Linked DNA regions of Sus scrofa: region 1 is linked to region 2. A link is a contact called in public Hi-C data. All regions are on one chromosome and are shown on one strand. The core of a region is the stretch at or near the end of the contact, and the rest is flanking DNA. Distances in the headings are between cores, read along the strand shown. Region 1 overlaps OXCT1 (3-oxoacid CoA-transferase 1). Region 2 has its middle 19 kb from the start of C7.

Region 1 (6,895 bases), core at 1,672-4,171, 790 kb after region 2:
TCAGCCAAGTTCTCATAAATATCATGTCTCTACATGTCAATCAGAGACTTGCACATGTGAATGAATTCCACGCTTATGTGAGCAGTAGCTGCCTGTGTATGGATGTGTGTGCCTGACAATGAATTGGTCTAATGAAGTTTTTCACAACTAGAGTTTTTCCTCTTTATACCTATTTTTTATTCTTTTTACTGTCTCTTGGGAAAATATGAGTTTCTCTATAATATCAAAAGGAAGTTGGAGTTCCCATTGTGGCTCAGTGGTTAATGAATCCGACTAGGAACCATGAGGTTGAGGGTTCCGTCTCTGCCCTTGCTCAGTGGGTTAAGGATCTGGCGTTGCCGTGAGCTGTGGTGTAGGTTGCAGACGCGGCTCGGGGCTCGGATTCCGCGTTGCTGTGGCTCTGGCGTAGGACGGCAGCTACAGCTCTGATTTGACCCTGAGCCTGGGAACCTCCACACGCCACGGGAGCAGCCCCAGAAAAGGCAAAAAAGACAAAAGGGGGGGGGGCAGTAGCAATCTAAGATTAAGAATAAAAGCAATTTAAGATTAAAGGAATTATGTTTATCTCTTGGGCAGGTTCATTTTTTCTAAAGCAGGACAGAAGACAACCAGTCTCGAAAACACCGTACACTAATTGTGCTGCTTGATAGAGAACAAATGTTCACAGGATCCACTGAATTAAGTTGAGTGGTTAAAACCCATTGTGTTCCCACCTTCCAGTGTAAAGTGAGCTAATTACCAGTTTGATTACCTCAGCAAAGGTAATTCATGAGATTACAACACAGTTCTCCAAACAGAGTCAAAGAGCCCCAAAAGCCAGGAGATGCCAATCCCCATATCACATTCTCCATTCACCTCGGAGTTTTAAAGTCACATTTAGGCCTAATCACCTTGGGGACTATTACAAAGTGAATTAAAAGTAGAGATCATTCTTCACACAGGCTTAGAGGAGGATATTGCCATTACTTGTCAAGACATTGACCCTCACGCCTGACTCCCTGGCCCACCGCCTTGCACTGCAGAAAGGGGAGCTTGTCCTCCCCAGCCTTCAAGCCCACCAGGAAAGCACCACCTGGGCCTTCCACCTGCTCCTCCTTCCACCCAGCCTGTCCCCCTCAGGAAGCTGCAGAGCCAGTGTCCTTACTTGTCAAGGTCTCTACTCAAAAGTCATCTCAGTGAGGCCTCTTGTTACTGACCACGCCATCACAAATTTCAGTTTCTCCCTTTTTTTTTTTTTTTTTTTTGCTTTTTAGGGCTGCACCCGAGGCATATGGAAGTTCCCAGGCTGGGAATCCAATTGGAGCTGTAGTCACCAGCCTACACCACAGCCACAGCAAGGAGGGATCCAAACCACATCTGCGACCTACACCACAGCTTACGCTGGGCAGTGCTGGATCCCCGACTCACTTAATGAGGCCAGGGATCGAACTCACATCCTCAGGGATACTAGTCGGATTCATTTCCCCTGCACCACAATGGGAACTTCTCAGTTTCTCCTTTTGATATTTCAAATCCTTTTCCGTGTTTTATCTCAACATTTATTAATATACAATATGCTATGTATTTCACTTATTGTGCCTACTGTCTTATATTGAGCATCCTAATGTAGGCTCCTGAGGGATATCATTGTTTCAATTATAATATTGTATAATATTGTTTCAAAATAACACAAGAAGATATGAAGCAGGAGTGATCATGACAATAGTCACGGGAGATGGGCTCATTAACTCCTCTGTTTACTAATGTCTATGTCCATTATCCTTCACAATAAACATTAAAGACAAAATTTGTTAATATTATTTAATCTGTGGTCTTCGCCTTTCCTCATCCACCAATCAGAAACAATACATGTTTCCTTGGCAGGATGGCAGATGTACCCCTAATCTTTTCCTCTAGTTAACTTCCTAAGGAGATAGGGCATATGCCAGGCCCCAGGACGGAACACAGAAGTCACAGTTCCCAATGCTGTCTCTTCCAAACAAAAAATCTTGGGCTGTCACCTTGGAAAATCATTTTCCCTATGGACATATTCCTTATGACTTTGAAAAGGATTGATAGCCACAATATTCCTGATAGTGGCTCTTTCTGAAGGAAAGGCAGGCAGATGAAAATGAGAATAAGCAGACCTCTAATCCTTACCTTACGTGGGCTCACAGGTGTTCCATTTATGATTGTGTATCATAACCCACACAGGTTTCATGTATATAATACTTGTATGCATCAAATATCATGTAATATAAATTATTCATCAGCAAATATATAAATAATATAAACCATAATATAAACTTAACAAAAATAACTTAATTGAAGTCGTGATAATGAATATATTTGTTTTAACGAAAAGCTGAAGTGAGCAAAAATAACTGAAGAGGTCTTGTGTAAACCTTGCCATCTTCTAACACCACCCAGGTCACATGCCTGACAAAACCAGCTGGGTTATTTTGGTCACAGGCAGCCTCACCAGCCTTCGGTGGCTGAGTCAGATGACCTTTCCTGACAGCACAGGCATGCCAGGCTGCTTGCAGGAGACAGAGCATCAACAGTCTCCTGAGTGAAGTGCTCCTGCCCCTCCCCCTGGGTTTCCTATTATAAATTGCTTTTTTAAAAATGTAGAGAGGAGACAAGGCACTTCCCAGAGAAACCCAGGCTGGTGGAATATGCACCCAGGAGACTAGCTGAGGGGCTTACAGAAAGTTGAAGGTTTAAAAAAACCCCACAAAAGCCAAAGGTGTTCCACTCAAAAGACACCATAGTCCTGCTACTCTGTATACACATGGACTGCAATGTCAGGAGTTGATCCCTGGCTGGTTTTGCAGTTAAACTTGTAAGGTTTGTCAGGGAAGACTTCACCCACTCAAAGAGGAGTCCAGAAATAACACTGTCCGGCCTAAAAAGAGAAATGTCTTTCTGGCATATGTGCCAATACGTGCACCCACTTGCACAATTTTCCCCAGAGACTACCCCTAGTTCCTTAAGAGAGGGGGACAGAGACAGCCAGCATTCACCATGTCACAACTTTGTAGTGAAATATGCAAATGGATGCAGGTTTTAAGAAATGCAAATGCAATATTCATAACAGTTTTGTTAAAGAGGAAAACAGGCATAATCAATCACCTCTTTGGTTTTCCACAACTCATAAGTTTGTTTAGAACACATCTGAAGGCAAAACCTTTCCCAAAAGGAAGAATGTCCCACTTTTAGAGAAACCAGAAATAATTCATGTCAAGGGCAAATGTGATAGTCTCTTCAATTAAAGGCAAACACACCAGTTTACTTCCTGCCAATTAGAGGAGAAATCATGAAAAAGCAAGAGATGGAGTTCCCATCGTGGCTCAGTGGAAGCAAATCTGACTAGCATCCATGAGGACACAGGTTTGATTCCTGGCCTTGTTCAGTGGAATAAGGATCTGGCATGGCCATGTGCTGTGGTATAGGTTGCAGATGTGGCTCAGATCTGGTGTTGCTGCGGCTGTGGTGTAGGCCAGCAGCTACAGCTCCAATTCGACCCCTAGCCTGGGAAACTCCATATATCTCAGGTGAGGCCCTAAAAAGACAAAAAAAAAAAAAAAAAAAAAAAAAAAGCAAGAGACAGCTTGTATGTCCCTTTGCCACCCTGCTTCTAAGTCAAAAAAAAATTTAAGACATCTAAGGAAATGATCATTAATATTTTACATATGTTTAGTTCTATCCCCTTCCCCCTTAAAACTCAAGTTATAGGAGGTAAACAGAGAGAAAGGTTGAAAAGGTGCAGCAGCAAGGAGTGGAGTGGAGCTCTAGAAGATAGGTTCTAACCCAGATCCAATTGCTGAAAAGTCCTCCATGTCCTCATCTATAAGAGAAAGGAGATGAGCTAAGACTTCTAAAAAAAAGTCTTTGTTAGAAATGTAGGGTGTAGTCACCGTTATAGCTCCCACTGCTTAAGATACTGCAGCGCTAGAATAGATGTTCAATCACCATGTTCAGGGTTAAGAAAAGCTGCACAGTTCAGAGGCTACACAATAGAATGAACAGAGTCTAAAAAGAAGACTGAATGAATCCACAGGGCTATTGATTACAGAAGGATGCTCTTCTCAATGCCGTCTTGGAGGCAGATGGTAGTGGAGGCAAAAAGACAAGTAGAAAAACTTGCCAGGAAGGCTAGGTTTAGAGGAATATTTTGACCTCAAACTCCCTATCTGCTTGAGTCTAATGTTTAACATTGAAACTGACTACTTCTGGAGATTTAACACCTTTCAAGATTTTGAAACATCATCCATTCTTGATGATTTGAGAGTATTTCATAAAATACTGGAAAAGGGCAGACATCCTGGAATCCATCTTTCTACGGTTCTATCCTAGCTCCACCAACGTGTATGACATCAGGTATATAACCTAAGTTCTCTGTGCTTTAAAGTCCTCAATATAATATAAGGATAACAGGAGTTCCCATTGTGGATCAGCAGTAACAAACCTGACCAGTATCCATGAGAATGCAGGTTCGAACCCTGGCCCCTCTCAGTGACTTAAGGATCTGGTGTGGCCATGAGTTGTGGTGTAGGTTGCAGATCCAGCTCGGATCCAGCATTGCTGTGGCTGTGCTGTAGGCTGGCAGCTGCAGCTCCAATTCCACCCCTGGCCTGGGAACTTCCATATGCCATGAGTGCAGCCCTAAAAAGACAAAAAAATAAAAAATAATAATAATAAAATCCATAAAATGACAGCAGTGACTAATACATAATAAATAATAGTAGCTATTGATATTAATATTTAACAGGTAGGAAAATATGCAGGTAATTTATACTCTCTGAATATTTCTCTTAAACTAGCTCACAATCATCCATCTCACAAGGACCACCATAAAATAAAGCAGGACAGGGCTAAAGGAAAAGAATGACAGAGTCCTGAAGGCCAATGTAGATAACTAAGTGCATGGAAGAGGAGCTAGAGATCTGAGGTGCTCATTAGACTCAAAATAATACAAAACTCACAGTCCAGATACATTTTTCGTATCAGAAAATACTTAATCTACTCATCATCCCAATTCCAAATTATTTTCTACTTCCAAGAGCACAGATCTTATAATCCACCCTATGGGCATGTGGACCTCTTTACTAAGAGTATGCAGAGGGGGCAGGTTTACAAGTAATCTATTGTCAAAACAGTTGTTTCACTTATATTCCTCAACTAGAATGACAATTAAGATTTCATCTTGCTCCTTCTAATGACGCTCTGTCCAATTAAACTTTCTACAGTGTGATAAGGTTCTTTATGTTGATCAATACAGTAGTCACCAGCATATGGAGCTGTGGAAGAGAAAATGACTTCTTAACTTTACTTAATTCTACTTAATTTAAATTGTAATAGTCCCATGTGGCTGGTGGCTACCATATTAGACAACGCAGGTATCATCAATTGGGAGGCACCATCGGCAGTACTGCATTGTCAGGGATCCTGATGTAGGTCTGGCCTAATGGGATAGAGTGCTGTGAACCAGAGCTGTCTGTTCTTGGGCACAGAAGGGCAGCCTTTATTATGTTGGCAGGCTCAGCGAAAGGCTTTCATCTGCCTTACCCTTAGGCCAAAAGAGGACCTCTCTTTGCTAACAGCTACGCTACTTTTCAGACCATAAACAGTCACTTTCTGCTTTTGGAAGAGATAAGATTGGCTGAAAAGAACCAGATTATAAAAGGGGGGAAAAAAAAAAAGAACTTCATCCAGGACAATTCATATTACCCAGAGAAAAAAATACTGGTTTGTGGCAGTTTTACAGAAGTACGTAAAATCAATAGAGGGTATTAAACTACCACTTATTTTAAGCCTTCTCTTCAGTGATGTCAAATATATGCAATGGACAGGTCATGATTTGATTAAAAAAAAAAAAAGATTGCATGGAGAGATTAAACCATATTATCCATTTTAAATGCAGAAAACATACTGAAGCCATTGCAAAGGACACCACCAGGCCAGGGTTGAAAGTACCACACCCGCCAACACTTTAAAAATAATACACTACACTTTCTAAGAAGCAAAATTCTAACATTTGATTATTTAAAAAATAGAGCAGCACTGCCTCCATGAAATCCCGTCTTGGCCAAGCATATGGAGGAATCAAAAGATGCCAGAAATACTACTACCATCACAAGAAAAATCAAAAACATGTAGTCTCAGACTTCTCTGGTGGCTCAGCAGGTTAAGGATCCAGTGTTGTCACTGCTGTGGCTCGGGTTGCTGCTGTGGCGAAGGTGTGATTTCTGGCCAAGGAACCTCCACATGCCAAAAAAAAAAAGGAACATGGTAGTCTTATTTCCAAATCCTAAGGGGGGTTCCTATAAAGCCCTCCCATGGGAAAGCTATCACAAAAGCCCAAGAAAATCTGGTCCCAAAGTGATCCTCAAAGCCTCAAGATAAGTATCATTTTGAACTCTTCTTTTAAGTTCAAATACGTATAAACAAAATGACAAGGTTCTGGTAAAAAACACCTATTTCTGTCCCAGAGCTTTAAAGTTCAAGGGAAGGTTCTAGAATTATTCAAGTCTCTCCCAAACCCTGAAATGAATGACCAAAGGAGAGTCAGTTTGTGTCTTAATTCAACTCTTCTAAATAGAACCACATCAAAGCAATGACTGGTGCCACATTAGGGGATCCACGGTATCTAACACAGTGAGATAAAGAAAACTTCTAATACAACTTACTATCTTCCTGGGATTCTGTATATGAAAAATCAACTTGTGACTTTACCCAAGAAGGTCCATTTTCACTCAAGTACCAAAGGACTTTTATGAGCTGGTCAGCCTCAAAGCTTGATTCACAAAGATAGCATTCTAGTAAGACCCTAGCTAACCAGAAAGTGTATGTTTCCACAACACTTCAACTATAATACATTTATTTATTTATTTATTTATTTATTTTTGTCTTT
Region 2 (6,695 bases), core at 2,174-4,673:
TCCAATTGCACCCCTAACCTGGGAACTTCCATATGTAACATAAAAATAAAAAAAAAAAAAGGGAAGAAAAGAAAAAAAACGCACAACCCCCAGAACAAATTTAAGAGGCCATATTATTTCAGCCATGAAAACTTCAGTCACTGTCTCTAATAGAGGAGGATTTTTATTTTTTTATTTTTTTTTTTTTTTTTTTTTTGCTTTTTATTATACTGCCATCTTCTGGATCTTCTGAATGCAAACACATCGATGACAATATAGACATTTAAAACCAGGTCTCTGCAACTCTCTAATCTGTGGTTGACCTGTTAAACTTTGTATAATTATTTCTTTTATTAATTGGGAAAGTTCTTTAACAACTTAATACATATCAATATGAAAGCTAAAATATACATGTATTCCAGGATCGACTGTGTTTGTAGGGGATGAAGGCAAACATAAAACTGTTAAAATTTACAGTTTCTGTTGTGACTCAGCAGGTTAAGAACCTGACATAGTGTCCATGAGGGTGCGAGTTTGATCTCCAGCTCTGCTCAGTGGGTTAAGGATATGGTATTACCTCAAGCTATGGTGTAGTTTTATTTTTTAAAGTTTTATTTAATTATAGTTGGTTTACAACGTTGTGATAATTTCTGCTGCACAACAAAGTAGGCCATTAATTCCAACCTCTTCCAATGACAGTTTTTAAGATTAATGTTAATAGAGGTGTTGGCTAGAAAAGCATTTCCATTGGTGGTGAGAGTATAAATTATCATAGTTCATTTGGGAAGGCAATTTGATTGCATATGTAAAAAATAAAAATAAAATATCTTTAACTTTTGATCCAGTAAATTTACTTTAGAATTCCTCCTACATCCATTCTTTTTTTTTTTTTTTTTTTTTTTTTTTAAATAGCTGTACCTGCAGCATATGGAAATTTCCAGGCCAGAGACTGAGTCAGAGCCACAGCTCTGTGCTGGGCTGGGGATTGAACCCATGCCTCCACATAGACCTGAGCTGCTGCAGTTGGATTCTTTAACCCATTGTTCTACAGTGGGAACTCCCATATATTTTGGTTAATGTATGCAAAGATGTATATACCTTTCAGAAGATGTATAATCTCACATTGTTTATAAAGGACTAGAAAAAAACCCAGAATGCTTAACTAAATGATGCCACTACACATGTGCAATGTGGTTCTACGAAGGTGCTTAAAAATAACGGTATAGGAGTTTCCACAGTGGCTCAGTGGTTAATGCACCTGACTAGTATCCATGAGGACATGGGTTCAACTCCTGGCCTCGCTCAGTGGGTTAAGGATCTGGCATTGCCATGAGTTGTGGTGTAGGTCACAGACGTGGCTCAGATCCCTAGTTGCTGTGGCAGTGGCCTAGGCCAGCGGCTACAGCTCTGATTCGACTCCTAGCCTGGGAAACTCCATATGCTACAGGTGCGGCCCTAAAAAGACAAAATAATAATAATAATAATAATGGTATAGGTCTAAATATTTAGATAATAATACATAACAATAACTGATGTCATGAGCTTTAAAAAAATATTTTGGCCTAGAACTGGAAAATACAAATTAAGTACTCTTTCATATTTTTTTACCAACAGATATTTATGTAGAAAAAGCTACATTTGGCTTTCTGCCACTAGAAGACTGATACACTCATCTTTTAAAAAATGTAACACGAGGCAATAAGATATAATCTAGCTTCATAGCCTATGATAAAATAAATAAAATAAAGATAATTTGAGTGTAAGTTATATTTTGTGGTTTCTACTCAAGAAGAATATAAATTAACAGGAAGAAAAACTGTTAAAAAAAAGTGCTCTGTGAAATTCATACCATGAATCCAAACTTACAGTGCAATGTCTTTTTACTTACCTTTATTATTTAATAACAAAATAGTGACTAGTCACAGTAATCATGTGACTCTTCTATGTGGTGTGTGCTTAGCATGTGAGAAGTCAGTTGATTTTCTATGACTCTGGAATGACAGTGTCAAGGCACAGCAGTAACAGTGCCAGATCCTTAATCACCAGGCCACCAGGGAACTCCTATTTCTTGTCTTTCTGAGAATAGCCAGCCATTCTGACCAGTGTGAGGTGATAGTAGGGTAGTTTTTCTTTCATAACTCATGCTCTCATTTTCTTTTCTTTTTTCTTTTTCTTTTTTCTTTTTGGTCTTTTTAGGGCCATACATGCAGAAGATGGAAGTTCCCAGGCTAGGGGTTGAATCAGAGCTGCAGCTGCCGGCCTACATCACAGCCATAGCAACACAGGATCCGAGCCACTTTGCCCACAGCTCCTGGCAATGCCGGATCCTTATCCCACTGAACGAAGCCAGGGATTGAACCCATATCCTCATGGATCCTAGTCAGGCTTGTTAACCACTGAGCCACTAAGGGAACTCCAATGACTTTTTAATTTTTAAATCCTTTTTTCTTCCAGTTTTATTAAGATATAATTGACATAAGGCACTGTATAATTTAAGATGTACACATGATTATTTGATTTATATATGTTATGAAATGATTATCACAATAAGTGAATATCCATCACTCATATGGATAAAAAATAAAAGAATAAGAAAACATATTTTTTTTCTTGTAATGACAATGCTAGAATTTACTCTCTCTCTCTCTTTTTTTTTTTTGGTCTTTTTAGGGCCACATCCATGGCATATGGAGGTTCCCAGGCTAGGGGTTGAATGGGAGCTACAGCTGCCAGCCTGCGCCACAAACACAGCAACATTAGATCTGAGCCATGTCTGTGGTCTATACACCACAGCTCAAGGCAACGCCAGATCCTTAACCCACTGAGCGAGGCCAGGGATCAAACTTGCAACCTCATGTTTCCTAGTCAGATTCGTTTCTGCTGCGCCACAATGGGAACTCCAAGATTTGCTTTCTTAACAACTTTCAAATATATAATGCTGCATTTTTAACTATAGTCACCATAGAGAAGGTTACATGCCCATGAATTATATTGTAACTGGAACTTTGTACCTTTTTTATCACCTTCACCCATTTCACACACTTCCTACCTCCCACCTCTGGGAACCATCAATTTGTTCTCTGTATTTGCGAGTTGAGTTTTTCAGATTTGACTTTTAAGTGAGAGCAAAACAGTTCTAACTCTCTCTGTCTGACTTATTTCACTTAGCACAATTCCCTCAGGGTCTGTTCATGATGCAAATAGCAGAAAATCCTTTATTGTGGCAGAATAATATTCCCTTGTATATATACTACATTTTCTTCACTATGCATCCATTGGTGGCCAAAAGTTGTTTTCATGTCTGGGCTATTGAAGTAATTCTGCAATGAACATGGGCGTACAGCTACTTTTTTGATATAGTGATTTTGTTTCATAGGCAGAGCAGAAGTGGAATTGCTGGATCATGTGGTCGTTCTATTTCTTAATCTTTTGAGGAACCTCCATGCTGTTTCCAAAGTGACTAAACCAATTTGCACTCCCATCAAAGTGCACCAGGGTTCCCTTTTCTCTGCATTCTCACTGACACTTGTCTCTTGTGTTTTTGATGATAGCCATTCCAAGAGGGAGAATTTACTCTTTTAACAACTTTCATATACAACATACAGCCGTTAGTTATATTAATCATATTGTACATCACACCTCTGGTATTTATTTATCTTATATCTGGAAGTTTGCAGCTTTTTTCTTTTTATGGCCACAGCTGTGGCATATGGAAAGTCCCAGGCTAGGGGTTAAATTGGAGCTGCAGCTGAGGCCTGCGCCACAGCTGCTGCAATGCCAGATCTAAGCAGCATCTATAACCTGTGCCACAGCTTGAACCCACTGGATCCAGCAATGCGGGATCCTTAACCCACCGAGTGAGGCCAGGAATTGAACCTCCATCCTCAAGGATTCTATGTTGTGTTCTTAACCTGCTGAGCCACAATGGAACTCCTAGACGTTTGTAGCTTTTGACCCCTTCACCCAATTCCTCTTCCCCTCATCCCCTGACTATGTAACCATAAATCTGAGCTTTTTCTATGATTTAGTTTGTTTTTGAAGTATAATTGACCTGCAACATTATGTTATTTCTGGTGTACAATGTAGTGATTTGATCTTCTATACATTTCAAAATCATCACCATGGTAAGTCTAGTAACCATCTGTCACCATACAAAGATAGCAGCTGACCTGTTTAGTCATGACCATGGGGTGGCCTGGAGGAGGGGAAGGCAAGGCCAGAGTGGGAGATTTGAGACTTAGGAGTGTTGGGACTGGCTCAGCCCTGCCACAGACTGGGAGGCTAATATGCTGCTTAATTTCTTTCTTGTATCTTTTCCTTACCCTTCTTTTCTCTTTCCCTCACATAGTCAGTCTCTTTTCATGAAGGATTTTAAGTTTCCCAGCCTGGAGGGGGGATGTTTTGAAGCAAAGGATAAATTGTTAAAGCTGTAATTTCAGGCTTCATGAAGAAATATTGGGGTTAAGGATATCTGGAAAATATGCCTGAAAATTGAAATGGAATTTTGTTTGGTTGAAAGAGAAGTGGAAAAAGAGGAGGCAGATGACAGAGGCTGGGACACATGGAAAAGTCTTTACAATGACCTAGCATTGCCATTAATTCATGAGAAACTCTGCTTTAAGGCATTGAATCTGTCCTAGAAGAATGAGGCTCAATACTCCTTTTATTATCTGGGAGCTTAAATTATCAGTGGCATTTCCCCCCATTTGGTTTGAAAAACTTCTCTCATATAGAATATAAAATGCTTTCAAAATTCAGTTTTATTTATGGGTGGCATATTTTTTATACTCTTGATGAAGAAACTTGGGGTGAATGGAGGGTCAATTTTATCTTTTTTTTTTTTTTTTAACCAAAATGTCACATCACTCAGCAGAGTGCTTTGTTGTTATGAGAGTGAAAAAAATTTCCTCCAGCACAAGGTGTGGGGACATCAGATTAGAAAGAATAATAAGCTTTCTTCTTGAAATAGGCCTAATCAATATACTGAATTATACTTTATTAGGGCATTCATCAATAATATATCAAACACTAGGTGCATCTTTCCCTGAGAGAGTTAGAAACTCTCTGTAGAGCTGAACCCTCAGATCTGGGGTTGTGTCTATGCATGTCACACGCAGAGCATCATTGGGCCTCGGAAATGTACACTTAAATATCTCTGCTGGAGCAAGGTCACCTAATCACTCCACTGTGAAGTGCTTAATTGTAAAGTGGGTGGGGATGTGATCTCACTAAGTGCAGTGTTGTTTTCTAGCAGAGTTTTTAGGATAATGAAGGCTGGCTCCTCAGGTTCTAACTGTGAGTGAATGAGATGGAATTTGGTCACACCAAATCAGTCAACAAGTTCTGGAAAACAAACATCCGAGTGATACACCCCTTCTTTCTGTTCTACTGTCAAAGTAGAGCCATGCCTCCATATTCTTTGCTCCCTATCTCCTGACGCAGAAGAAACTAATGTCACATTGTTGGTATCTCCCTGGTAATTATTAAGCAGATTCCTTTTGGGCTGAGTGTTTATAAGTTGACTTGATTTTTTCAGGAAGTTTTCCACCTAAACTGTGTATTGGTGGAATATGGGTTTTTTTTTTTTTTTTTTTTTTGCCATTTCTTGGGCTGCTCCCGTGGCATATGGAGGTTCCCAGGCTAGGGGTCAAATCGGAGCTATAGCTTCCGACCTACACCAGAGCCACAGCAATGCAGGATCCGAGCCTCATCTTCGACCTACACCACAGATACAGCAATGCCGGATCCTTAACCCACTGAGCAAGGCCAGGGATCGAACCTGCAACCTCATGGTTCCTAGTCACATTCGTTAACCACTGAGCCACAATGGGAACTCCTTGTTTTTTTTTTTACTGGCTGCTTGTGTGGCATATGAAACTTCTCAGGCTAGGGGTCGAATTAGAGCTGCAGCTGCAGGCCTATGGCATAGCAACACTGGGTCCCAGCTGCATCTGTGACCTAGGCTGCATCTTAACCCACTGAGCAAGGCCAGGGATCAAACCCACATCCTCACAGTGAAAATGTCAGATACTTGATGTACTTTCAGAGCCACAACAGAAGCCTGCTGAGTCACAAAGGGAAGTCCTGGAGGAATGTCTTTGGCTAAACTGTTTTGTAAAAAATTTTCTTGGCTCACATTTGTTTATGCATATATTTTATTTATTTATTTAATTTTATTTTTTTAGGGCCGCACTGGCGGCATATGGAGGCTCCCAGGCTAGGGATCCAATCGGAGCTACAGCTGCCAGCCTACACCATACCCACAGCAATGCAGGATCAGAGCTGCGTCTGCGACCTACACCACAGCTCACAGCAACACTGGATCCTAACCCACTGAGGGAGGCTAGGGGTTGAACCCACAACCTTATGGTTCCTAGTCGGATTAGTTTCCACGCACCATAACGGGAACTCCTATGCATATATTTTAAGAACTCACTTGTTGCGAAGTTCCCTGGTGGTGTCTAATTTCCCTAGGCAGTGGTTAGGACTTGCCTGTTTCACCCCTGCAGCCCTGGTTCCTTCCCTATTCTGGGAACTTAGACCCCATATCAAGCTGTAGTACAATGTGGCCAAATTAAAACAAACAAACAAAAAAAATAAAAAAACCAACCCTTCAATTGTTTCCCACGAGTGGAGAGGTGTGCTGCAGTGTGTACTTTATATAATCTCAAATTTCATCCACCCTATAAAGAAGGTTTCATTATTCTTCAAGAAAG

What was found. Hi-C and Micro-C count contacts between places; a contact is called where the count stands out from the background.
Region 1: a Hi-C map of alveolar macrophages shows a contact between it and region 2, with 4 times the contacts expected there. The contact joins two enhancer-like sites. A contact is called at or near these places in 14 of 47 Hi-C or Micro-C datasets (alveolar macrophages, brain, embryonic fibroblasts and 9 more) and 1 of 2 datasets of contacts at active chromatin or transcription factors (alveolar macrophages).

The regions. Positions count from the first base shown.
Region 1 is chr16:26,616,845-26,623,739 of Sscrofa11.1, forward strand. The region is part of intron 7 of OXCT1 (3-oxoacid CoA-transferase 1); the gene reads right to left. Among named protein-coding and RNA genes, the nearest start is that of OXCT1, 39 kb to the right of the region's middle. Within about 2 kb of position 2,922, at least 12 of the 83 cell types and tissues checked have an H3K27ac peak or open chromatin away from gene starts, as enhancers often do. A contact at or near this core is called in alveolar macrophages, where this site is marked.
Region 2 is chr16:25,824,973-25,831,667 of Sscrofa11.1, forward strand. No RefSeq gene overlaps it. Among named protein-coding and RNA genes, the nearest start is that of C7, 19 kb to the right of the region's middle. Within about 2 kb of position 3,424, at least 1 of the 83 cell types and tissues checked has an H3K27ac peak or open chromatin away from gene starts, as enhancers often do. A contact at or near this core is called in alveolar macrophages, where this site is marked.